4 separate regions of the Mus musculus genome follow, and regions 1, 2 and 4 are each linked to region 3. Evidence: chromatin contacts called from public HiChIP or PLAC-seq and promoter capture Hi-C data. All regions are on one chromosome and are shown on one strand. Each heading gives the region's core, a stretch centred on a gene start, on an enhancer-like site or on the middle of the called end of the contact. The rest is flanking DNA. Distances are from core to core; before and after follow the strand shown. Region 1 holds the start of Grk3 (G protein-coupled receptor kinase 3). Region 2 holds the start of Crybb3 (crystallin, beta B3). Region 3 holds the start of Asphd2 (aspartate beta-hydroxylase domain containing 2). Region 4 has its middle 5.5 kb from the start of Gm22740.

The links. Promoter capture Hi-C pulls out the DNA fragments that hold promoters and counts their contacts. HiChIP or PLAC-seq counts read pairs in DNA pulled down with a chosen protein or histone mark.
Region 1: an H3K4me3 HiChIP or PLAC-seq map of embryonic stem cells shows a contact between it and region 3, with 4 times the contacts expected there. The contact joins the promoter of Grk3 here to the promoter of Asphd2 in region 3. A contact is called at or near these places in 4 of 39 promoter capture datasets (cranial neural crest, embryonic stem cells and second pharyngeal arch cranial neural crest), 1 of 484 Hi-C or Micro-C datasets (embryonic stem cells) and 5 of 115 datasets of contacts at active chromatin or transcription factors (embryonic basal ganglia, embryonic stem cells, forebrain and 1 more).
Region 2: a promoter capture Hi-C map of hippocampal neurons shows a contact between it and region 3, with 4 times the contacts expected there. The contact joins the promoter of Crybb3 here to the promoter of Asphd2 in region 3. A contact is called at or near these places in 11 of 39 promoter capture datasets (the SN4741 cell line, cranial neural crest, embryonic stem cells and 7 more), 5 of 115 datasets of contacts at active chromatin or transcription factors (SST interneurons, embryonic basal ganglia, embryonic forebrain and 2 more) and 3 of 9 other capture datasets (adipose tissue, embryonic stem cells and liver).
Region 4: a contact with region 3 is called in an H3K4me3 HiChIP or PLAC-seq map of forebrain, with 6 times the contacts expected there. The contact joins the enhancer-like site here to the promoter of Asphd2 in region 3. A contact is called at or near these places in 8 of 39 promoter capture datasets (the C10 cell line, cranial neural crest, embryonic stem cells and 5 more), 9 of 115 datasets of contacts at active chromatin or transcription factors (SST interneurons, embryonic basal ganglia, embryonic forebrain and 6 more) and 2 of 9 other capture datasets (liver and pancreatic islet).

What each region holds. Positions count from the first base shown.
Region 1 is chr5:113,013,679-113,018,791 of GRCm38.p6, reverse strand. Grk3 (G protein-coupled receptor kinase 3) reads left to right here and starts at 3,254. Exons shown (of 21, transcript NM_177078.4): 1 at 3,254-3,425. The coding sequence starts at 3,313.
Region 2 is chr5:113,078,161-113,083,854 of GRCm38.p6, reverse strand. Crybb3 (crystallin, beta B3) reads left to right here and starts at 2,271. Exons shown (of 6, transcript NM_021352.3): 1 at 2,271-2,299; 2 at 3,205-3,375; 3 at 3,977-4,095; 4 at 5,340-5,472. The coding sequence starts at 3,301.
Region 3 is chr5:112,391,546-112,397,253 of GRCm38.p6, reverse strand. It overlaps Asphd2 (aspartate beta-hydroxylase domain containing 2), which reads left to right and starts at 2,481. Exons shown (of 6, transcript NM_001357013.1): 1 at 2,481-2,536; 2 at 3,255-3,469; 3 at 3,671-3,794; 4 at 4,999-5,708. The coding sequence starts at 5,289.
Region 4 is chr5:113,046,983-113,052,396 of GRCm38.p6, reverse strand. No RefSeq gene overlaps it. Among named protein-coding and RNA genes, the nearest start is that of Gm22740, 5.5 kb to the right of the region's middle. Within about 2 kb of position 2,331, at least 20 of the 459 cell types and tissues checked have an H3K27ac peak or open chromatin away from gene starts, as enhancers often do. A contact at or near this core is called in forebrain, pancreatic islet and stem cell-derived neural progenitor cells, where this site is marked.

The DNA.
Region 1 (5,113 bases), core at 2,005-4,504, 620 kb before region 3:
TTTTTTCCTCAGAGGCTGTTATTAGAATATACTCTGGTGGGCCAGAAGTATGTTTTCACATTCGCTAGTCTCTCTCTCTCTCTCTCTCTCTCTCTCTCTCTCTCTCTCTCTCTCTCTCTCTCTCTGTGTGTGTGTGTGTGTGTGTGTGTGTTACCTATTTCCACCACGTGGCTCCCAGGGATGGAACTTTACCCATGGAGACCTCTTGCCATCCTGAGAGCCATGTCCTGAATATGCCAGTCTTGGCCACATCTCCCCTAAAGATACAACGTGGGGGGAAGAGAGAGTGAGCATGCTTTGAACCATGCGGGAACCCTGGAGTTCTGGCAATTCTCAAAAGCAGCTTGTGCTCTGAGCGCTTTGGTCCTCTGGGGGTGGAGGGGGCTGGGTTGGTATGGTTTGCCAGCGAGTCCTGCCCACCGAGCACACACGTGGGTGGTGATTTGTTTTCTGTATCTTTCTAGAGACTGCAGGCTGGCGAGGATGCTGTCTAGTGACAGGAGTCTGAGGCTCAGCTATGACAACTGTGTCAGTGTCATCCATACCTTCTGTTTTCGGTGAGCATGAAAAAAACTGCATCACATTGAAAGACCCCAGCTATGACAGAGGGGCAGGAACCAGCAGAGGGAAGCCAGAGTGGGCTGCCAACTACTACGTCCAGAAGTGGTACCTGGGCATGAGGTCAGCTGACCTACACAGTGAGGGGCTTCAGAAACACAGACATGTTTTGGACACGCTGTTCCCTCTGTTAGAAAAGCAATCGCCTGTGTTTATAAATGGACATCACTGTTGCCATTTTTGGATCCTCGAAATGCCCTAGGGAGAAGTTATTTTTGGTAAGGGGGTCTTCCTGCTTCAGTGTGTAACTGTGAGTTGCTGGTTTGGAATCTTCTCCAGCATGGGCCAAGTGAGAGTAGAAAAGGAGGTGATCTTGGCGGAGGATCTGCTAGGTGTCAGGCAAGGTGCTTGCCCGTATATGCGTGTCCACTGTGTGTGAACCTGTGTGTGTACATGTGTGTGCATTGTGTGTGCATGTGTAGATGCCTGTGTGTGCATGCATTGTGTGGGTACCTGTGTGTGTATGTAAATGGGCATTGTGTGTGCATGTGTGCATTGTGTGTGCATATGTGTGTATTGTGTAGGTGCCTGTGTGTGCATTGTGTGTGCATGTTTGTGTGTATGTGTGTGTGTGTGTGTGTGTGTGCACCTGAGCAGGCCACATGACAAACTTGGGTGTTATTTCCCATTTGGAACTTCTAAAAAAATTACATTTATTTACTGTGCGAGTACACGCATGCATAGGTCAGGCACACCTTCCACATGTTCGCTCTCTTCTGCCTCCAAGGGGATCTTGGGGACGAAACTCCACACTTATGGCAAGAACCCTTACTTGGTAGGCTACTTTGTCTGCCTCTCATCTTGTTTTCTGACACTTGCTCTCTTAATGATCTAGAAATCATGAGTTCAGCTAGGCTGGCCTGCTGCTGAGCCCCGGGGCTCCCCCCATCTTGTCTTCCTGGTGTTGGGGTTCCAAGCATGTGTCCCCATGCACTCTATGTGGGCTCTGACAGTTGAACTCAGTTCCTCATTATTATGTGGCCTGCACTTCCCATCCCAAGGTACAGCTCTAGATGCTGCCCTCCCCCTCTGTTTACTCAAAAGAACTGGTCTCATTACTCATGAGGACAGAGCCACAGAAAGCTGGGACCTTGCCCCTGATTTCTCTCAGCCTTTTAGCATAGACTAAAGGTTTGAATGTGGCTGTCTTCATAACTTACTACCTACCACAACTTGGAAAAGGAACATGACAAGACAAAAAAAATCTTACTAGGTCAAAAAGGACCAAAATCAATCAATCAATCAATCAATCAATCAATCAAAAATGGGGAAGGTGGGAGGGTTATTTGTTATCTGATCATCTGAGGATCCCAGATGATTAAAAAAAACAACAACAACATTTTGGAAGAAACAATATTCAGACATGAAGGAGCAATGTGTTTTGGGGGGAACTTACCCCTCTCTCCTCACTGGGTAGACAAGGCATCTATGCTCCCATATTTGGGTGAAAAAGTGAATGGAACTGGCAAATTCAACTGAAGGCTTGGCTCTCCCTGTCTCTGCCCCATTATACAGTGGGCACTATAGCGGTGATGTGGGCTGTCTGTGGCAGACCCAACTCCTTCAGGATGTTCCCACCCCTTCCCACCTATACCTTTTCTAGTCCCTCTAAATACTGTGCCTTGGGGATTGAGAAACTTCTGGTAAAACTAGTCCTTTGGGAAACAGAATAGACAGAAAACAAAAGCAGGAGAACTAATCAAAAAACGTGACTGTAAACCCCCAACAGTTCACTCTAACCCTGGCCAATCCCGGGTTCACAGTGATGTATGGCAATTTGGATAAAGGCCCTGCAAGCTTATGATGTCTGCAGATTTCCTGATCCCTTAACAGGTACCACATGGATTTTGAATGTGGACCCCTGTGCCCAGCTGCAGAGAAATGAAATAGTGACCTAGGCAGGGTTGGGAATTCCCTACTGCCCAGAATCAAGTCTCAGCCCTTCCACTTCCCTGAAAACCCAGGAGGCTCTGCACTCTCATAGGGGCACTTCCTCTTGTGGTTCTTGAGTTGGTAGAGAGCCTGCAGAAGCTAGGATACCTTAACCCCCCCGCCCCCCAACTGGACACACACCCTGAGGCCTTTCACCTGAATGCAAGCCAGTTATGACCTTGAACCTAGAGTGCTTCCATCAACTGGGTCCCCTGGGACAGCGCTGCTCCAGGGCAGGACTCTCACCCCACTTCACCCTGCATGGCGGGAGCCAAGCAACTTTCTCTTCTATGCTGGTGTCTCTTGGCTTGGTTCTCAGAGGGAGGTCTAGGGTGGGGCTAATGGCTGGAGACACCCCCTGCTGTAGCTCTGACCTCTATTTGGCAATCATTCGAAAGAGCAGGTGGGACTACTCCAGGATACCTCTTGAAGCGTCCTCTCCAGGACAGTGTGCTATTGGAGACCTCCTGGAGTGTCCACTCAGTACTGGGCATCTGGACTGTGCTTAGAGAGCTAAGGGTGAGAAAGAGAGGAAAAGGAGGAGAGGAGAGAGAAGAGAGGAGGAGGGAGAGGGAGAGGAGGAGGGAGAGGAAGTCCCTGGTGCCTGAGAGGCTGGGTCAGGAGCGCGTGGCCGCGGACGGTTGGGGGCGCGCCGGGCTGGGGCGCGGAGCCGCGGAAGGGGCGGTGCGTCGGGGTCCGCGTCGGGGTCGCGCGTCGGGCGCGCCGTGGCCCCGTCGGGGCGGCGGGAGCTGCGGAGCCGCCATGGCGGACCTGGAGGCCGTGCTGGCCGACGTCAGCTACCTGATGGCCATGGAGAAGAGCAAGACGGCGCCGGCCGCGCGCGCCAGCAAGAAGGTCGTCCTGCCGGAGCCCAGGTACTGCTCTGGCCCTCTCCGCCCTATCCAGTCTCCTTCGGTTCTTTCCCTCCCTCTCAGGTCCCTTCCGGATCCCTCCTGGTCCTCTCCCTCACCTTCCCCCTCCCCCCCCTCCCCCGCCAGTTCCCTCCAGTCCCCTCTTGTCCCCTCTGGTCCTCTCCCTCCTTTTCTGGTCCGCCCGCCAGTCCCCTCCGTCCCGCTGTCCCAGGCTGGTTGCAGGGCTGTCTGTCTCTCAGCCCCCCTGCCCCTGTCCTCTGGCCCCTTGCAGTAGTAAGTAGACCTTGAGTTCTCAGTTCTGTCACCAGCGCCATTACCTGAGCCACTTTCCTCAACTTGGACCCCTGGCGGCCTGCCCTTTCTGGGAAGGATGACAGGAGAGCCACTTGAGCCTAGCCTGGTCTTGCAAGACTGGAGGTTCCCGCTGCACCGGCTCCGGCTGGCCGCTCGCTGCCAAGTTGCTCTTAATATCACGACTGATTTATTATTGATTTTTCTGAGGTGTGATGGCCTCTTAGAGCTGTACTTGTCCCGGGGAGTTCTAGGCGGTGTTCCAGAGTGGGGCTGTGTGTCACTTCTTAATTGACCCCACTGCCAGTTGCTTAGCTGGTGTGGCTTCCTTGAGTTGATGAAAAAATTGGCTCGGACTTTACAGCCACCCCTGAACCATGCAATTCTGTAAGGCTCTAAACCAAAGCTGCATCCCCTTTCAAATGGTCAAGCGTGACACGCCCATGTGGCGGCAGTGTTACCTACCTTCATGTGAGAGAAAATATACACATTTACTCGTCTAATTTTTTGAGGTCCTGGAGATGGGACCCAGGGCTTCACACACGCCAGGTAAACCGTCTGTCTCCTTAGCAGTATGCATAGCCCTCAGAGAACCTTTCAATACCGAACAATGGTCAGATTATTATTTTTTTTCCCGATCGTGTTTGTGAGCCCCGTGATCCAGGAAACATCAAATCCCCGTGCCGTGTTTGCTAGGAAGAGTCACACTGTACACACAGCTGCGCTGGCTGGGTATTTTTGGCTTGCCTTCCCTTGCAAGCCTTGGCCCTTCGCTGTTTTTTTTGGGGGGTGTGTTGCTCCTTGCGGAGTGGAGCAGGCACAAGGGGACACTTGGGTGGACTGGACAGTGCTTGCCTTCCTGGAGTTCAGCCTGTCTGAGACTCACTGAAAACAGGACTTGATTGAAATCTTCAGTAAGTGGGAGGGACCAGACCCAGGGCTCCCCAAGTCACAACCAAGCAAGCTTCAGTAGAAAACTTTCCCCATTGGGAAGGGGGACATGAAAAAGCTTCATTCCATTCTCTCTTCCCTTCCCTCTGCCCCCACCCTGTGAGGGGCAGGGAATCTTAACTATGTATGGTTTCTATATATAAAACCAACAAATCACAACTCATAGGGAGCTTTATGGGAGAGGGAGTATATAAGATGACTAAAATTAGGAATGTCTGTCCGCTCATCATCATTTTTTTTCTTGGTGTTTTTAACCTAGCTGGGCTGCTCTGTGCATGCTTGCTTGCTCTTGGCTGCACACCCTAGCGCCCAAGGCCCTCACTTCTCTGTACAATACCCCTCTGCTTTGACAAGGTCTTTGGTGATACTTTGTTTCAAAGGAGATGTGGTGTGGCTGAGCCTGTGAGTCCTGAGGTTGAGGAACGTCTAAGGGAGCATCAAGTTAGGGT
Region 2 (5,694 bases), core at 1,022-3,521, 690 kb before region 3:
TCCCTCCCTCCCTGCCTTCCTTCAAGATTTATTTATTTATTTTATGTATATGAGTACACTGTAGTTGTACAGATGGTTGTGAACCATCACGTGGTTGCTGGGAATTGAACTCAGGACCTCTGTTCGCTCCAGCCCCGCTCGCTCCTGCCCAAAGATTTATTTATTATTATATGTAAGTACACTGTAGCTGTCTTCAGACACCCCAGAAGAGGGCATCAGATCTCATTATGGATGGTTGTGAGCCACCATGTGGTTGCTGGGATTTGAACTCAGGACCTTCAGAAGAGCAGTCAGGGCTCTTAACCACTGAGCCATCTCTCCAGCCCCTCAGCCTGCTTTCTTATAGAACCCAGGACCACCAGTCCAGGGATGGCTTCACCCACAATGGGTGGGGTCCTCCCCCTATCAATTACTAATTGAGAAAATGTCCTACAAGGTTTCCTACAGCTCAATCTTATGGAGCCATTTTCTTAATTGTGACTTCCTCCTCTCTGATGACTTAACTAATTATCCAGCACTGTGGTAAACAGCCTTGGTGGAGATGTTGAGAAGCAGCCCCACCCCCGCCCCTCACAGGACAGCCCCTGATTCCCCGCTCCAAATCCCATTCTACCCTTGCTAAGAGCACGTGGCTCTGAACAGCAGTGGTGCTGATGTTCGGAACTGTGGGTTAGGGAATGGCAGACAGAAAACCTCAGATGTCACAGTGCTCAGGACGATTCAGTGTGGAGAGGGTGCCACGCTGTCTGCAGCACCACCCAGCCAGTGACAACTGGCTCCATCACCCGTGGCAGGAAGTGGCCATTAATGTGATCAGTGGTAGGTGAGGTCCTGGGGGAATGGAATCAAGTGACAGCCATGTGATGTGTGCTGTGCTCACGTGACCTCTCATCGCGACAGCTCAGGCTGTCGTCAACCCTGCAATGGAGGCTACTCTTGAATTCCTGATCCTCCTGCCTCTGGCCCCCGTCAGTGATGATCTGCGGCTGGTTGATTTGTGTGGAGGAACACAGGCCTCCCTCGTGCTAAGCCAGCATACAGCCTCTGAGCTACAGGAAGAAGAAACCCTGTACTGTCACGGAATGTCCCCCACAATCTCATGCGTAGAGCATCTGGCTTCCAGACAGACAGAAGTGCAAGTGCCATTTTTGGAAACTGGAGCTTTTAGGAGCTGGTCTGACTGGAAGAAGCAGCTGGGGTCTGGTCCTCCAGAGCGTCCTGTCCCTGCCCCCTTCCCATGTCCGTCTCCTTGCTTCGGTATCTTGCCTCAAAACAAAGAACTTTGTCTACTACACGCCCCATGTCATGACACTCTCTACAAATATGTGGCAACCAGCAACCTTGGCTTCAGTCGTCTAAAACTGCCAGCCAAAATAAACTGTCCACCCTTGTTTCTGTCAGACATTTTAGCCACAGTGACTTAGTGCTAACCAGTACATTTGTTTATGGGCCTGGGACGATGGCTAAGTGGTCGTGCAAGCACAAGGAGCAGAGTTCAAATCTCCAGCACCCCACGAAAAGCCAGTGGTGAACTGGGCAGTGACGACACACGCTTTTAATCCCAGCACTTGGGAGGCAGAGGCAGGTGGATTTCTGAGTTCAAGGTCAGCCTGGTCTATAGAGTGCGTTCCAGGACAGCCAGGGCTATACAGAGAAACTTTGTGTCAGTGGTTGGGGATGGAGACAGGAAGATTGCTGGGGCTGGCTGTGGATCTAGCTCCGTTTTCAGTGAGGGACCCTGTCTCAAGGGAATACAGCAAAGCAGGGTAAAGCGGGGGCACCAGCCTCTTCTTCTGGCATCTGTGTGCACCCAGGCTCACTCAGCCACATACACGATGCATACTCACACACTGAAACTCAATTCAGTTTGTAGCTCTGACCGTAAGAACTCAGTGATTTGCCTCAGTCGTGGAATCTGTAAAATGGCACCCCAAGGATCCGAAATTGGGATGTAGGCTGACTTGAGGATTTGAGCCTACAGCAAACAGCTTTATGACCCCCAAGTAACTGATGTGGCCTCTTTCAAACACAGTCTCATCATTGACATGTGTAGTCTGGCCAGCATCCCACAAAGCCAGCAAAGGCCATCGGTTCCCAGGAAGTCATCAGACTTGTGCAAGAGGTGACTGGCCTTAGGGGGCCTTCCCGGACACACCATTAGGATGAAATGGCCCGGACAGGATCGGGTGGACAGGATGCTATCTCAGCATCCCGTAATGTGCTGGGCCAACAGAACATGCCCATAAATAGGCCAGCCTTGGAGGCACGCCAGTCTGGAGACAACTGGTCCTGGAAGCAGGTTTGTACTGGACTGGGTGAGGCAGGGGGGAGTGTACTGTTGAGGAAGGTGCAACCTCGGGTCTCTCTGGTGTGCATGGCCCTTGTCTGGCTCACTCGAGGGTAGGGAGGGTGACCTCCAGGAACCAAGCCTGCCAACTAGGCCCAGCCACAGACAGAGCTGGTGAACTGTATTGTCTGCGGGTCTGAGCACGAGGCTGGGTCCCAATTGTTTGTGTGGGCTGAGGACCAAGGAGTGGGCAGCTCTGAGAAAGGGAATACCCGGTCATCCCCATGAAGTGGGCCAAGGCCCATGTCCTAATGATGCAGGTTAGATACAGAGCAGAAGCTGCTGGACCTCACACAAGTGTGTCATGAGGGAGGAGCGGGTCAGTCGGGGACAGGTGTTGTGCAGGACAGTGCATGTGTGTGCACGCCCATACACCCTTGCTGGCGAGCAAATGTCTGCAGACCTGTGTCCTAGGTCTCTGCCTCCTGAGGCTAAGAGAGACTTCCAGGGTCCACTATGCGAGAGCCTAGAACACGGTAAGCACTCAATAGTCAGCTTCACGGTCAGGGATGGTTTCCAAAGACCTGGCCCATTTAATGGCTGCTCAGTCCGTCTGTTTTTCCTGCCTGCTGTGGTCTGCTGTCCACCCTGGCTGTCCTGAGGTCCAGTCCTGGGCACTGAGGCTGCAGAGAGCCCATAGAGATACCCAGCCCTTTACAGGGAGCATTTGGTTGTGTGTGTGGGGTGGGGGGAGAGTGCCATCCAGTTTAAGTCCTTTCTTCCCTGTGTTCTCAGTAAACTGGTCTTTCATTACTGGGCCTCTGGGATTCCCCAGTCCCACTGACTGGCCCAGATGCGTGGCCCAAAGCAGGTGTCCAGGAGGTGTTTGTTGACTGATTATAGATCTTGGCCCTCAGTGCTGTTTGGGTGGGAACCCACCAGTCCCTGATCCTGCTGGCCGCAGCTGGTGACCTGGTTCTCCTCCAGTTTGAGGCAGAAGTATCCCCAGAGAGATGGCGGAGCAGCACGGAGCACCTGAGCAGGCTGCAGCTGGCAAGAGCCATGGAGGCCTTGGGGGCAGCTACAAGGTACCTGGCTGGATCTTGATGGGACCTAGAGCCCAGGGCTGAGGGCTACAACTGACCCAGTGGAGTTCCCGGGCACCAGGCTTCGGGGGATGTGGGCTTCAAGCTCCGCCTTTCCTGTGTGACCTCGCTTGAGTTGCTTGGTGTTTCTGGGTGCTGACAGCTTCATCTTTAAAAACAAAAAAACAAAAAAACAAAAACAAAAACAAAAAAACCGGAAGCGATGCCTGTTGTCCCCGGTCCCAGAATTGTCACGTGATAAAGCGGGTGGCCTGAGCATGGTTGGTGGATGGGGGGAGTGTGACATCGCTCGCTCTGTCCATCCCAAGCCATGCTGAGGCTTCGACGTGGATGGCGTGAAGGAATAGAGTCTGAGGAAATTTTCTGAGGCTGCCCTGCTGATTTTCAGTAGGAACCCGGGGCATTATTGCAGTTGCTCACTGAGGTCACCAGGGGGCGGTGCAGACTGCGTGGTTCACCTCGGCGAGGGGGGATGGGGGCGGGAAGCAGGTCGGGGGTGGTGGAGGGGCTTCCTGCTGTTCCGTGGAAGGACGTGGACTTTGGAGCCCTGCAGAGGCTGAGGTTCTCACCTCTGTCCATCCAGGTGACGGTGTACGAGTTAGAGAACTTCCAGGGCAAGCGATGCGAGCTCTCGGCGGAGTGTCCCAACCTCACCGACAGCCTGTTGGAGAAGGTGGGCTCCATCCAAGTGGAGTCTGGACCGTGAGTACCTGGGCAGCACCCACTGCCCCGGCTTCCTGCATTGTGAGGCCCAATCCAGCCCCAGATTTGCCCCAGGCCCTTGCCTTTCTTTGCCTCAGTTTCTCCATCCATAAGTTCCTGTGGCGTATGACAGGAACAGGAAGGAGGCCAGCTGGTGTCCAGCTCAGAGTTAGCACCAGCTGTGCACAGTTATGTAAATAAGGCCTGAAGAGATGGTTCAGCAGTTGAGAGCACTTCCTGCTCTTGTAGAGGACCTGGGTTCGATTCTCAGCACCCACGTGGCACTCACAACTGTCTGTATCTCCAGTTTCAGAGGATCCCACACCCTCTTTTGATCTCTGCAGGCACCATGCACACATAAAGTGCACAGGCATACATGCAAACAAAACACCATATGGTTAAAAGGGTTTCTTTTAATTATCATTATTAACAGAAACAGGACTTACTGTTAAATAACCGTAGGAATTATGACCCTGCAAAGCTTCACTTGAATTATATCATGAATCCTTGTCCTGCAAGAGCCACGCCCCTTTCTGTCGCTGGCATAGTGGAGGGAACTGAGGCAAGAAAACCTAGGTGTCTGGAACCTGCCCTCCCCTCGAGCAGCAGGCTCTGCGCTGTGCACTGAGCTCTGACCCTCAGACTGAGTCTATGCTCTAGGACTTTGCGTTCTCGGGCATGTCTGCCAGCTGTATCTCCTCATCTGAGGACAAACAGTGCTGTGCCTAGAGGGGAAAAGAGAAGTTTTTTTTTTTTTTTAAGTTTTATTCATTTTTATTTTATGTATGTGAGTGTTTTGTTTGCATGTATGCCTCTGCACTAAGTGCATGCACTACCCGTAGTGGCCAGAAGAGGGCGCTAGATCCCCTAGAACTGGAGTTGAGATGTTCATGAGCTGCCACTCTGTGTGTGCTGAGACTTGAACCCTGGTCCTTTGTAACAACAGCCAATGCTCTTAACCACTGAGCTAGCACTCTAGCCCCTTACCCATCGATCTTTCATGGGGGAATTTTACCAAACCTCCTCCCAAACGTGGTGCACGTGGATTCTCAGCATGTCCTTGATGGGCTCCTGGCGCAGGACACTAGTACCAATGAGTCCCCAGAGCCTCCCTAACAGCAGGCACAGGGGTCTGTACTGGGTTATGGGTAGGGGTAGGGAAGATGTGAGGTTCCTGTTCTTTCTCTTGCATGGGGGTCCCTGCTCAGCCACACCAGGGGTGACCCCGTTCCCTGCCCCCTCAGGTGGCTGGCGTTCGAGCGCAGGGCCTTTCGTGGGGAGCAGTTTGTTCTGGAGAAGGGGGACTACCCTCGCTGGGATGCCTGGTCCAGCAGCCGACGTAGTGACATTCTCCTGTCCCTCCGTCCTTTGCACATTGTAAGTCAGGGCTATTGCTATCCAAGTGTGTGTGTGTGTGTGTGTGTGTGTGCGCGCGCGCGCGCGTGCGTGTGCACACACATGGGTCAGTTTTGCCACTGTGATTCCGCTTGAATTGGGCCTCAGATTCTGACCTCAACAATGGTGTGGGGCAAGAAGAATCTGCCTTTTGAGTGGGAACCAGGGAAAGACACCAGAGTCCTTGCCCTGAACTAGTGGACA
Region 3 (5,708 bases), core at 1,232-3,731:
GAGATGGCTCAGGGCATAAGAGCTTGTGCCACCATCCATGCCTGACAGCCCGAGCTGTAGCCTTGGGCTACAGAGCAAAACTCTATCTAAAAACAAGTTTACTTAGACACTGTAGGAAATGCAGGAGCTCCCTCTGCTCTCCATTCCAAGTCCTTCACACACACATGCACATACACACCACACACACATACATACATACATACTACATAAACATATAAACACACCACACATACATACACTAAACACATACACACACATACATGCACACATATTCATATACACATCACACATACACACACCACACATACATATACACACATGCACACACATACATGCACACATATACACATACATACACACACATACATACATACACACATATACAATACACAAATGCACACATGCACACACATACACACCACACACACAGCATCTGAAGAAAGAAGAAGTTGGGTGGCCTGCAAGCTCATACGGTGGTATAATGATGGGGTGTGCAGCCTGCAGTGGGCTGCAATGGCCGCCCTCAACAAGACAAGAGGGAGGAGAGTACCATGGCAGCTGGGCTAAAGGCAGGCAATTTAGACTCACCGAGTCCTAGTCTCTGCCCTTCTGGTGACATAGTGGCAGTGTGTCCTCGGCTCTCACCCAGAGTTCCCTCTGCAAGTCCTGGACACTCTTTTCTGGCAGAACTCACCTACTAAGGCCGTTAGAAGCTCGACAGAGATTGGAGTGATTATCATCTTCTGAGACTCTCAGCAATTTAAAAGAACTGAAATGGCCAGAGAGGTTAGCAGAGCCGTGTCTGTAATCTGGCCGCCGAACAAATAAACACGCTTAACAAACATGGAACCCTGTAATCACAGTGGTCACAGATAATTACAAGGTTCGTCGACAGGATTAATTCGTAATGCACTGCAGATGGTGTAGTCTGGGAATGGAACGCATACGGAAGACCGTGTGAAAGACGGTGTTCTTTATGCATAAGGGCCGTGGATGAGGCTAAATTTGGGCAACTTGCTAAATGTGAAGCAGGACACGAGCTGCATGCTTTCTCTAGCCACTCAGAGCAGTTACTCAGAAGGAGCAGGGTTGCCTTCAGCCCTCCGTCGTCAGCCCGGGATCGGCAACCGTCCTTAGTGCATTTTACAGGCTCTCAATCTATGTAAGACATATTCATGGTCTGATCATTTGTTCTCGGCCTATGGCACCGATTGTGGAGGCCCTGGAGTTTACAACGGGAGGTGGGTCTGGTTGCAGGAAGTAGGCGGGAGAGGTGGGTTTTGAAGGACAGACTGACCCTGGTTTTGCCCCAATTTCCTGAGCCTAGATCACACGCTTACAAGTGTAGCATCCCTCCATGCGTTTTCTGCCATAACGGACTGAAAACTTTTGACCTGTGAGCCCAGGTGAGCTTTCCCACCTCCATTGGTTTCTGTCAGGTGTCTTGGTGGCGTCCCCGCAAAAGAACCTTGCTGAACCAATGACGCGTTTTGAGTCACTGTATTAAAATAAAAAGTGGTGGTGGGGGGGGGGGGGGATGCTATTCTACTCCTGGAATTGTAACAAGGGCTTAAGGGACTAAGATGGAGACTCCAGGGCATGGAGTGGGTTCTGAGTCAGGAAACAGGGGTCCTGGGTGAAGCAAGTGGGTTCTCTATCACCAACTGTATAAGTGCGAGCTTGGGTGAAGGGCAGGGGGCTTCTGGGACAGACCCGAGGTGATTTTATCCTGGACAAAAATGAGGATTCTAGGCCAGGACAAAGATGCATGCTGGGATTGGAAGCAGTAGGTTCGAGGACAGACACAGATGGGCTGTGGGCTGGCATCCCACCCCACGCTCCCAGAACGCCCATGCACTGTTCCAAGGAGCCCACGCTTCCCTGGGCGCTCGCAGCGCGGTGTCCCTAGGCCAGGCTGAGCAGCCCCTTTCCCTCCAGTGAACTGGGCAGAACTGGCCGTGGCTAGCTAGACTGGGCCTCCCTGTGGGCAGGCGCCAGGTCTGCAACAGCTCCAGTCAGCAGCGCCCAGGCGGGGCCGGGAGCCGCGGATCTTCCAGGCTGTTCCATTTGCAATTTCATCCCACGTGTCCGCGGGGCCTCAGAAGTGTGTGTGGGATTCATCACAGGCAAGAGGGGCGAGGGGAAGGACACCAAGGGGAGGAGATGCGGAAGGGAGGACCGAGCGGAGGGGATGCAGGAGGGAGGGAGGGAGGAACAAAGGCGTCTGATAGGCGAAGCCCCCGGACCTGATGCGCGCACCCGATGCTCGGTGGGGCGGGACGCGCGGAGCCCCCCGCGGGTACGCGCGGCAGATGCATGCGCCGGGGGTCCCGCCCCGCCCCGCCGCCCCCTCCCCGCCGCCAGGCGCGCGCGGCATTGTGGGAGTTGTGGTCCTCGGGGTGGCGGAGCGCAGCGCGGGCGGCACCGGCTCGGCGGGGCTCGCGGCTCCGGCCGGGCGGCGGCTGCGGGCGCGGCAGGGGGCGGCCGCGTCCCTGGGGCAGTGGCGTCGCCCGGGTCCCCGCAGCCGCCCGCGCAGGTAAGCGGGGTCTCCAGGGCTGCGGGGCAGAGGAGGACGATGCTAGGGGCGCCCGCGCCTGCATCCCGGGCCGGCCCAGGGCCCGCGGTCGCCTAGCACCGGCTGCGTGCTGAGTGCCTCTCGAGCTGGACCGCGCAGCGCAGCATCACCCCCACCTTTTCTCCTCCCCCTCTTTCTCTCTTTCCAGCTTCCTCCTTCGCCTTTTCCCCTGATCCCCCATCCTCCTCAGCATCACCCACTTTGACCCACCTCCCTGTCCCGAGAATTGTCACGCGCCCTAAACCTCCTTCCCACTTTTCCAGGTAACCCTCACCTCACCATCTCTTCCCCTGACTACCTGCGTTAACGCATCTTTCTGACCTCTTCTGTCGTACTCTCTCCAGGGCCTGTGACACTGGCGGGAGACTGTGAGGAGGAAGGTCCCTAGAGGGGAGGGCTTGTCTCCGGACAGTTCTCTGCGCCCCCTGGTAGAGAGGATAGCAAGCAACACAGCTACCCCCTATCCTCTCCTGTGGTGTGCTGTACCTTGCGGGGGGGGGGGGGGGTTCGGGGTCGCCTGGCTTCACCTCAGGGTGACCCGGTCTCTTTGTCATCAGAAAGCTTCCTGAGCTGGTCATCTGATCCGGGTTAACTGGGTCAAGTGGAGACTGTCTCCCCAGGCATTCCTCACGTCAGAAGTTATCTTTGATCGGACTTGAATTTGTCCTTTATTCCCCAGAGCCGGCTGATCTTTGAGATCTGAGGTTCGGGGCTGCATGATGCCCGTTCCTGATGGGAACTGATCTGTGAAGAGAGCCAGAAGTGTGTGTGTCTACCTATTATCCTGATGCCACACACTCTACCAAAACCAGAGTTTGTTCTCTTGTCACAAATCAGCTCTGGACTTGTGTGTCCCTCCCTGGGCGAAGGGGCCGCCAGCCTCCTGGAACTCAAGTGAGTGGCAGGTCCCAGCTCCTTCTCTTAGTGCTGGATTTGGTCATGTGGAGAGGTTAGGCTCTCTCCTTGCTGAATGTTTACTGCTCTGTCTAAGGGAGGGCTCTTGTTTGCTTTGTCCGGAGCAAGCAAGGCTGTTCTGAGGAGGGGAAGGGCTGGCAGTGGAGAGGTATCCTATCCATCTGCTTTTGACATGAGCAGGTTGGTGGGAACTCGGTTTCTTGAGTCAGTTATTACCACTGACTGGGGCTCAGGACATCCGAAGAAACCTGGCTGATGAAAGCAGTTTTGGAGTTACAGTTTCCTCAGAGTCTATGAACACCAGGTGAGAGTCTCACATAGAATCTTGGGAACCCTGGGCTTTCTCAAAGAGCAGGTGCCAAAAAAGGCACCTTTCTGGGGCTTTTCCCCTTTTTCCTAAAGAGGAAACCGTCAGGGCTGATGGTATCACCCATGGAGGAGGGTGGGTGTTAAGCTTAACACCGGCTCAGCAGCTCGAGAAGAAGCTGACTTCTCCTCTCCCTGTTCCTGTACTTTTCCTAGAAGCCTAAGAGTTCCATGAATATTCAGTGTGCGTGTTTTTGACTTCCTAAACATTATAGTCAAGTGATGCTTTATTCAGCCGACACCAGGATGGTGCCAGTAGGTGAGGCATGAGCACCAGCAGTTTTCCTTGACTCCAGGAGTGGACATCACTCTCAGTCAGGTTGCTTCGGCTTTGCCTTCTGCTTGGGGTGGGAGCCTTGGGACACCCTCCACCTTTGGTTTGCCTGTTGATCACACATCATGGATTTATTGTGACATTATCCCCAGCCAGCTGATAGATGAAAACACTGGACCTTTGAGAGTGGAAGTGCCCTGCAGAGGCAGGTGTGCACACCTGGTCTAGCCTGTGTCTAGTTAGGCTGTGTAACTTCTCTGCTATGCTGCATACTTCCAAGACCTGGCTGGTCCAGGCGGTGGGGGACATGTCTTGTTATTGTCTCCTTTCTCTCCAAGGAGAGGAGGGAGGAGCACTAAAGTGCTCCCAGTGGTGCTCCCCCAGGTGATGGAGTACTTTTAGGAGAACATAGACCTGACTGTTTGCACCACTTTGGAAAATGGAGCATTGTAGAGAAACTGGGGGACGCTCTTAGGGGGCACAATCAGGCTTGCATCGTGTTTACAGTGATTTGGGATCCACGTCCCATAAGCAGGATGGCTGGCAAAGCAATGCCAGCTGCTCTCAGAGGTGGGACACTGAATCAGGGGCTTGGAAGGCTTTCCCTTCCATAACCCCGTGGGCCAAGGCCACTAGGTCACCTCGCAGCTGAGTGGCAGAAAGAGCCCTGCCCCTGCCACAGAGGTCACTTCAGGGCACCTGCCTGCTTTTCTGACAGTGATATTAGCCCAACTTACAGATTGCTTGGGAAGAGGAGGGGGATGTGATAGCCCTCTGCTGTTTGAGGCTGGATCTCCATCTTCCCGGAACTGCTAGGCCTTTTCTAGTCTATAACATTCACGTTGCTGCTCTCTGGTCTCCATCCCAGGTTTGGACGTCATGAAAACCCTTTCACGGTGACTGATTGCATTTGCTAATGGGACATAAGGCAGCGCCCTCCACCCCACTGCGGTGACTTTTCCTAGTGGGCCCAGTTGGCAGGCCTCACTGTTCATCAATGGAGCCCTTGGCAGGAACCGAGGGACAGTGGCAGCCATGCCTCCCCCTGCCACCGCGGCTCCTTCTGCCTCCTGCTAACCTGCATGCCGTGGGTGCCCTGGAGACGCCCAGAGGACTGACCATCTGAGCCAGCTTGCCTCAAGCACGGAGTCCCTCAAGATGTGGCTGGAGTGGTTGGTGGCCTGGAGCTGGTCTCTGGATGGCCTGAGGGACTGCATTGCCACCGGTATCCAGTCAGTGCGGGACTGCGATGGCACAGCCGTCATCACCGTGGCCTGCCTGCTCATCCTGTTTGTGTGGTACTGTTACCACGTGGGCCGCGAGCAGCCCCGCCCCCACGTGTCTGTCAACTCCCTCCTGCAGGGCGTGGATGCCAACGGGCTGCAGAATGGGTCCATGTACTGCCAGTCACCAGAGTGTGCGCGCTGCACACACCACGAAGGCCTCAACCAGAAGCTCTACCACAACCTGCAGGAATACGCCAAGCGGTACTCATGGTCCGGCATGGGCCGCATTCACAAGGGCATCCGGGAGCAGGGCCGCTACCTCAGCAGCCAGCCCTCCATCCAGAAGCCCGAG
Region 4 (5,414 bases), core at 1,082-3,581, 660 kb before region 3:
GAAGTCTGTTCCACTTAGCAGCGGCCTTTGCCACTCCCGCAGGCTCCCATCAGGCACTGGAGAAGCCATCAGCACCTGGCTTATTTGCTTCCACACAACGGTGGATGCCTCACACCTGACACAGGAGCCACAGAGTGAGAGATGGAAGATTGCTCATTTCCCCAGCTGCCCGTGGGTTCTTTGCAGCCTCTGCCCCACGTTGCATCTCAGCCTCTCTGGCTGGACATTGGGTGGAGGGGATGGAGAGTGAGGATCAGAGCTTTTGGAGGTTTCTTGTAGAGATGTCGGTGGCCTGGCACAATGGTCCCAGGTTTTTAAAAAAACGCTGTCTCATTATTTCATTATTTTATGTGTATTCTTGTTCTTCATGTATGCTTGTGAGCCTTTGCATGCCTGATGCCCCCAGAGACCAGAAGAGAGCATCAGTCCCCGTCCCCCGCTCCCCGGACCTGGAGTTATAGATAGTTGTAAGCTACCATGTGGGTACTGGGACCAGACACCAGGTCCTCTACAGGAGCAGCTGGTGCCCTTAACCATTGGGCCATCTTTCTAAACCTACACAGGTGGTTTTGTAGCTTTTTGGCTAATTCCTTGGACCGTGTCCTTCTCCTTACTGAAGTGAAGTCTCAGTGAAGGCAGATGCCAGACCCAGTTCCCAGTTTGTTTAGTCCCCAAAGAGTAAACAAAAGGAGAGAGTAAAAAGAGAAAAAGAGAAGGAACTCTGTAGAGCTCTTTCACACACCATTCACACATGGCTGTTCACACACATACCCGTCCACACATGGGTACATGGGTGCTCATACACACACACACACACACATACACACACACACACACACACACACACACACATCCACATATGGTTGTTCACATGCACACACCCATCCACACGTGGCTGCACACACACATGCACACACACACACACACACACACACACACCATCCACATGTGGCTGCACACACACATGCACACACACATACACACACACACACACACACCATCCACATGTGGCTGCACACACACATGCACACACACACACACACACACACCATCCACATATGGCTGCTCACATGCACACACCATGTACATGTGGCTCCTCACACACATATACACACTCACAAACACACACACACACCATCCACATGTAGCTGCTCACATGTACATCCATTTACATATGGCTATTCATGTGCACACACCATTCATATGTGGCTGTATACACACACACACACACACACACACACACACACACCATCCTCAAGTGGCTGTTCACACACACATGTGCTTCCACACCTGCATCTAACCCCTAACTTACTTCTGTGTTTTCATCTACTCATTTGGACTCTCTCCACAGACTTTTGGCCATGGACCGGGTACTGTGGGAACTGGGCTGTGGAGGAAGAGCAGGCATCTTTGTCAGCCAGGGAGCATCTGTGAAGTAGCACGGACAGCCCATTTGGCCTCTCAACTGTTTCCACAGCATCGGTTGTTTTTAATGAAAAGAACTGGAGTTCAGCCTTGATTTATACAGGAAGTTGTTAGAAAACAACAGAGAAGAAAAGCAACACACACACACACACACACACACACACACACACACACACACACACAGCTCTGGGAAGGTGCCAGGGGGACGGAGACGTCCACCTTTTCCAGGGAATGCACTGGTGAGCTCTGGACAAATTCAGAGTGAGGTGTCCCCTGGTGCCACGGCCTTGAGGACAGTGCATGTGGATGCTATGGGATGTCGAGGCTGGCCTCCACTGTGTGAGAAATGTGAACAGACTTCACCCTGTGTCTGGGACACTAGGGTGCAGGGTGAGACCTCTGAGGGCTTGTGTGGGAGGTGAGAGAGCTTCCTATGTGAGGATGCTCTGTGGTCCTCTCTTTTACATGCGCTGATGAGTCAGAGTGTATTATTCTGCTTTCTGCTTGAGATATTTTGTTTACAGAGTTCCCACAGATACTGTGTTCTGTTGTAACCAGTTTTGCTGGTTCAGAGAAATGTGTGTGTGTGTGTGTGTGTGTGTGTGTGTAACTGTCACACAAAACCAGGCTCAGATGTGATGTATGGGAAACTATATGATGTTCCAATCCACACAGCTTTCTTTGAGATTGCACTCCTTGGGCATGTGTTGTGGGTGTCTTGGAGGAAGGAGACAGGCTCAGAAGGGCTGGGAGACTTGTAGACTCTGACTGGGTAGACTCTGCTGGTGGGCTCAGCATCACAGCACTCAGGGACCTGCCAGTCTCATTCCATAGTCCCCACTGTGCCCTGGCCTGAACCCCAAGCTTGGCCCCCTACTGTGTTTTTGCAGGGAGTGGAGCACATACAAACTGGACCACATGGCCTCTCAGAAACTGCCACCAAGTGCTGGTATCTTAGCAACCACAGGATCAAAACAAGCTTGGAATAAAAGATGGGGAAGGAGGGAGAGGAAACAACCCCCTGGACCCCATCACCTGACCCACTGAGGGAGTTGGAGCACCTGACTGAGTCTGTGGTTTGCAATTCTTTTGAGGAATTCCCACCCCAATGCTGTTTACTGCTACAGACTGTGCTGGGAGTAGAGAAGCACATTTCAAAATACACAAAAGGGGACAGTGTCCTTGGGGGTACGGGTTCTGGGGATGACAAAGCAAGCGGGTACCTCAATATCCCAGGGTCCAGGGATCACATAGGGTTGGGGAGCACCTAAGGTAGGGAGTACTTGAGGTGAGGCCATCTCATCGGGGAGCACTCCAGGTAGGGAACTTTACAGTGGGGAGCACTCCAAGTAGGAACTTTAAAATGGGGAGCACTTTTGGGTGGAAGGAAGTACCTATGGTGGGAGCATCTGGGAATAGGGAGTACCTGGGGTGGGGAACCACCTGGAATGGGGACCACCTGGGGAGAAGAGCATCTGGGTAGGGTCTGCATAGTCTTTGAACTATATTCACTTCAGCCCAGGAGCCTCTGAGCCTCAGCCTGGTGGCTCTGTGGCCCCTATTGATGGAACCATAGATGGCTAAGCTATGGAAGATCATCCCTATGATCTCGAGTCTTTATTTAAGAAATGTGTTGTTGTAAAAGAGTCAAGCACATATGATGACATTTGGAGCCAGGACACCTCTCCTGAGGGAGAAGCCCAGTTTCTCAGCTCCAGTGGAGCACAGATATCATCAGAGCCCATGGGGCGTCCTGTATCTAAGACCCCATACCCTCTTAATCAGCTACAGTTGGGTCAAAACCACCTGGAAAGTGTCACATCCATACTGAACATTGAGGTGGCTTGAATGAAATGCACCCCCACTCCGCCCCCAATCCTGGCCATTTGAAGAGCTGGTTCCCAGTTAGCACTGTTCCTCGAGCTTTGGGTGGCCTGGCCTTGATAGTGAAGTACATCACTGGGTAAGGGGACTTAGGCGTTGGAGGAGGTAAATCACTGGGGCCTGGGCTTTGGAAGAAGAGCTTCATTGGGAGGTGGGCTTTGGTGGGGGGGGTACGTCATTGGGAGGGGGTGGGCTTTGGGGGGAAGTATGTCACTGTGGATTGGCTTTAAGAGTTTAAAAGACCTTGCTCTACTTCTCGTTGCCTCTCCTTGTTTTCTGGTTGGAGTTAAGCATGTGAGTTCTTGGCTGCCTGCTCTGCTGTTTGCTGCCATGTTTCCCTGCTAAGATGGTCTCATCCCTCTGCAATCATAAGTCCAGAGAAACTTTTTGTCTCTAAGTGCCATGGTCATGGTATCTTACCACAGCAACAGAAAGATAGTGAATACAAACATTTTGGACAGGTTTACCCTGAAGTTGTTCACTGGATCAGGTAGATAAGAAGGACCACAGCATCCAGCTAGGGTTGCACTATAAGTCCTCTGAGATGACTGTGCAGAGTGTGTGTGTGTGTAGTGAACTTCTATGGAAACACTGTATCTGTCCATGAGCCTGGCCAGCAATATTGTGTCCAAAGAGCCTGGCAGCCTCCTTATATCTTCCAGCATCCTAGAACCAGCCTGAGACATGACATGAAGGGACAAACCTGGCAGTGGCATGACATCTGCTGAAGGCAGTGTTTTTACACCTTTACCTGGCACTGTTGGGTAGTGGTGGTGGCGGTGGTGGTGGCGGTGGTGGCATGTTAATAGGATCATTTGATGCGCTGAGCCTTTTGGATCCCCACTTACAACTAAGGAAAAAGTGCACAGAGATGTCTAGTCATTTTCTAAAGTCACCGAGCCATGACTGGAGAACCAACACTGAGCCCAGTGTGGCTGTTGGAGAGTTATGTAACCAGCCACTGTGTAGCCCAGGGAGATAGAGGACTGGAGCAGAGACACTAGGAGCAGAGACAGGGCCTGCCGTGGAGGGTTGCTCACAGGCTGTGTTTGAGTGGGGCTCTGGGTTCAGATCGAGACAGGTGAGTTGTCAGTGAATATGGAATGTGGAGATCTTTAGGGCCTGCCAGGACACAAACTAGGAGCTACAGCAGGCACCGTGAGCCAGAGACTCAAATCTTCCCCCTTTCTCCTTCTTCCTCTCTCTCTCTCTCCTTTCCTTCTTCTCATCCCCCACTTTCCATCATCCCCCCCCCCCCCATCACCACCACTTAGACAAGTCTTATTATATGGCCAGGCCACAATCCTCCTGCTTCAGTTTCCCAAGGGCAGGACTTACAAGCATGTACAGGTTCACTCAGCCTGCTCTAGGTGTGGTTTTAAACACTATGTAACACCCATTAAGGGAGCTGACATGGTTGTTACAAGTTTACAGATGAGGCCACAGAGGCCCACAGACATGTAGCAATTTTCCAGGAGTACACAGCTGTGGAGCGTGGTGGACATTAATTCAGGCAGGGTTGTTTGCTGAGATTGTATATTGGGTCCCTGAAGAGTAACTACAGCAATGCTGTATTATCTATACTCCAGTACCACAGGATAATTCATGCTTGTGTTCCTGTATCTCCTGGGAGTGGGCAGGGCCAGGCTGGCCTCTGCTAGGTATCTACTCCATGTCTTGGATCTTCTCAGAGAGCAAATGGGCTATCCTGGACATATTTTTCTCCCGCTGATGGTGGATGAGCAGAAATATGCCAACTCTCTTTTGGATTAGGCTCAGGACTGGCAAATGGTCACTTCTGCCTCCTTTTGGCCTGAGAAGGTCACAGGACTACATTTAGTGTGGAAGGGTAGATGCCTCCATCCCCTGTGCTGTGTAGAATGGAGACAATCCCAGAAGTGAAAGTCTTAGAGCTGAGCCACATTCCACCATAGTGTCTGCTCTGTTTTAGAGACTTCCTGCATGCTCTGATGTTCCTTTCTAGAGATGAGGTGTGTCCTCGGCTGTAACCTGAACTTGCTAACTCTTGTCATGCAGAGAGCGTGGCAGGAAACGGCAGGGGCTTGCAGGAATAGGACATTTTATAAACAACTTTCTGCCACTAT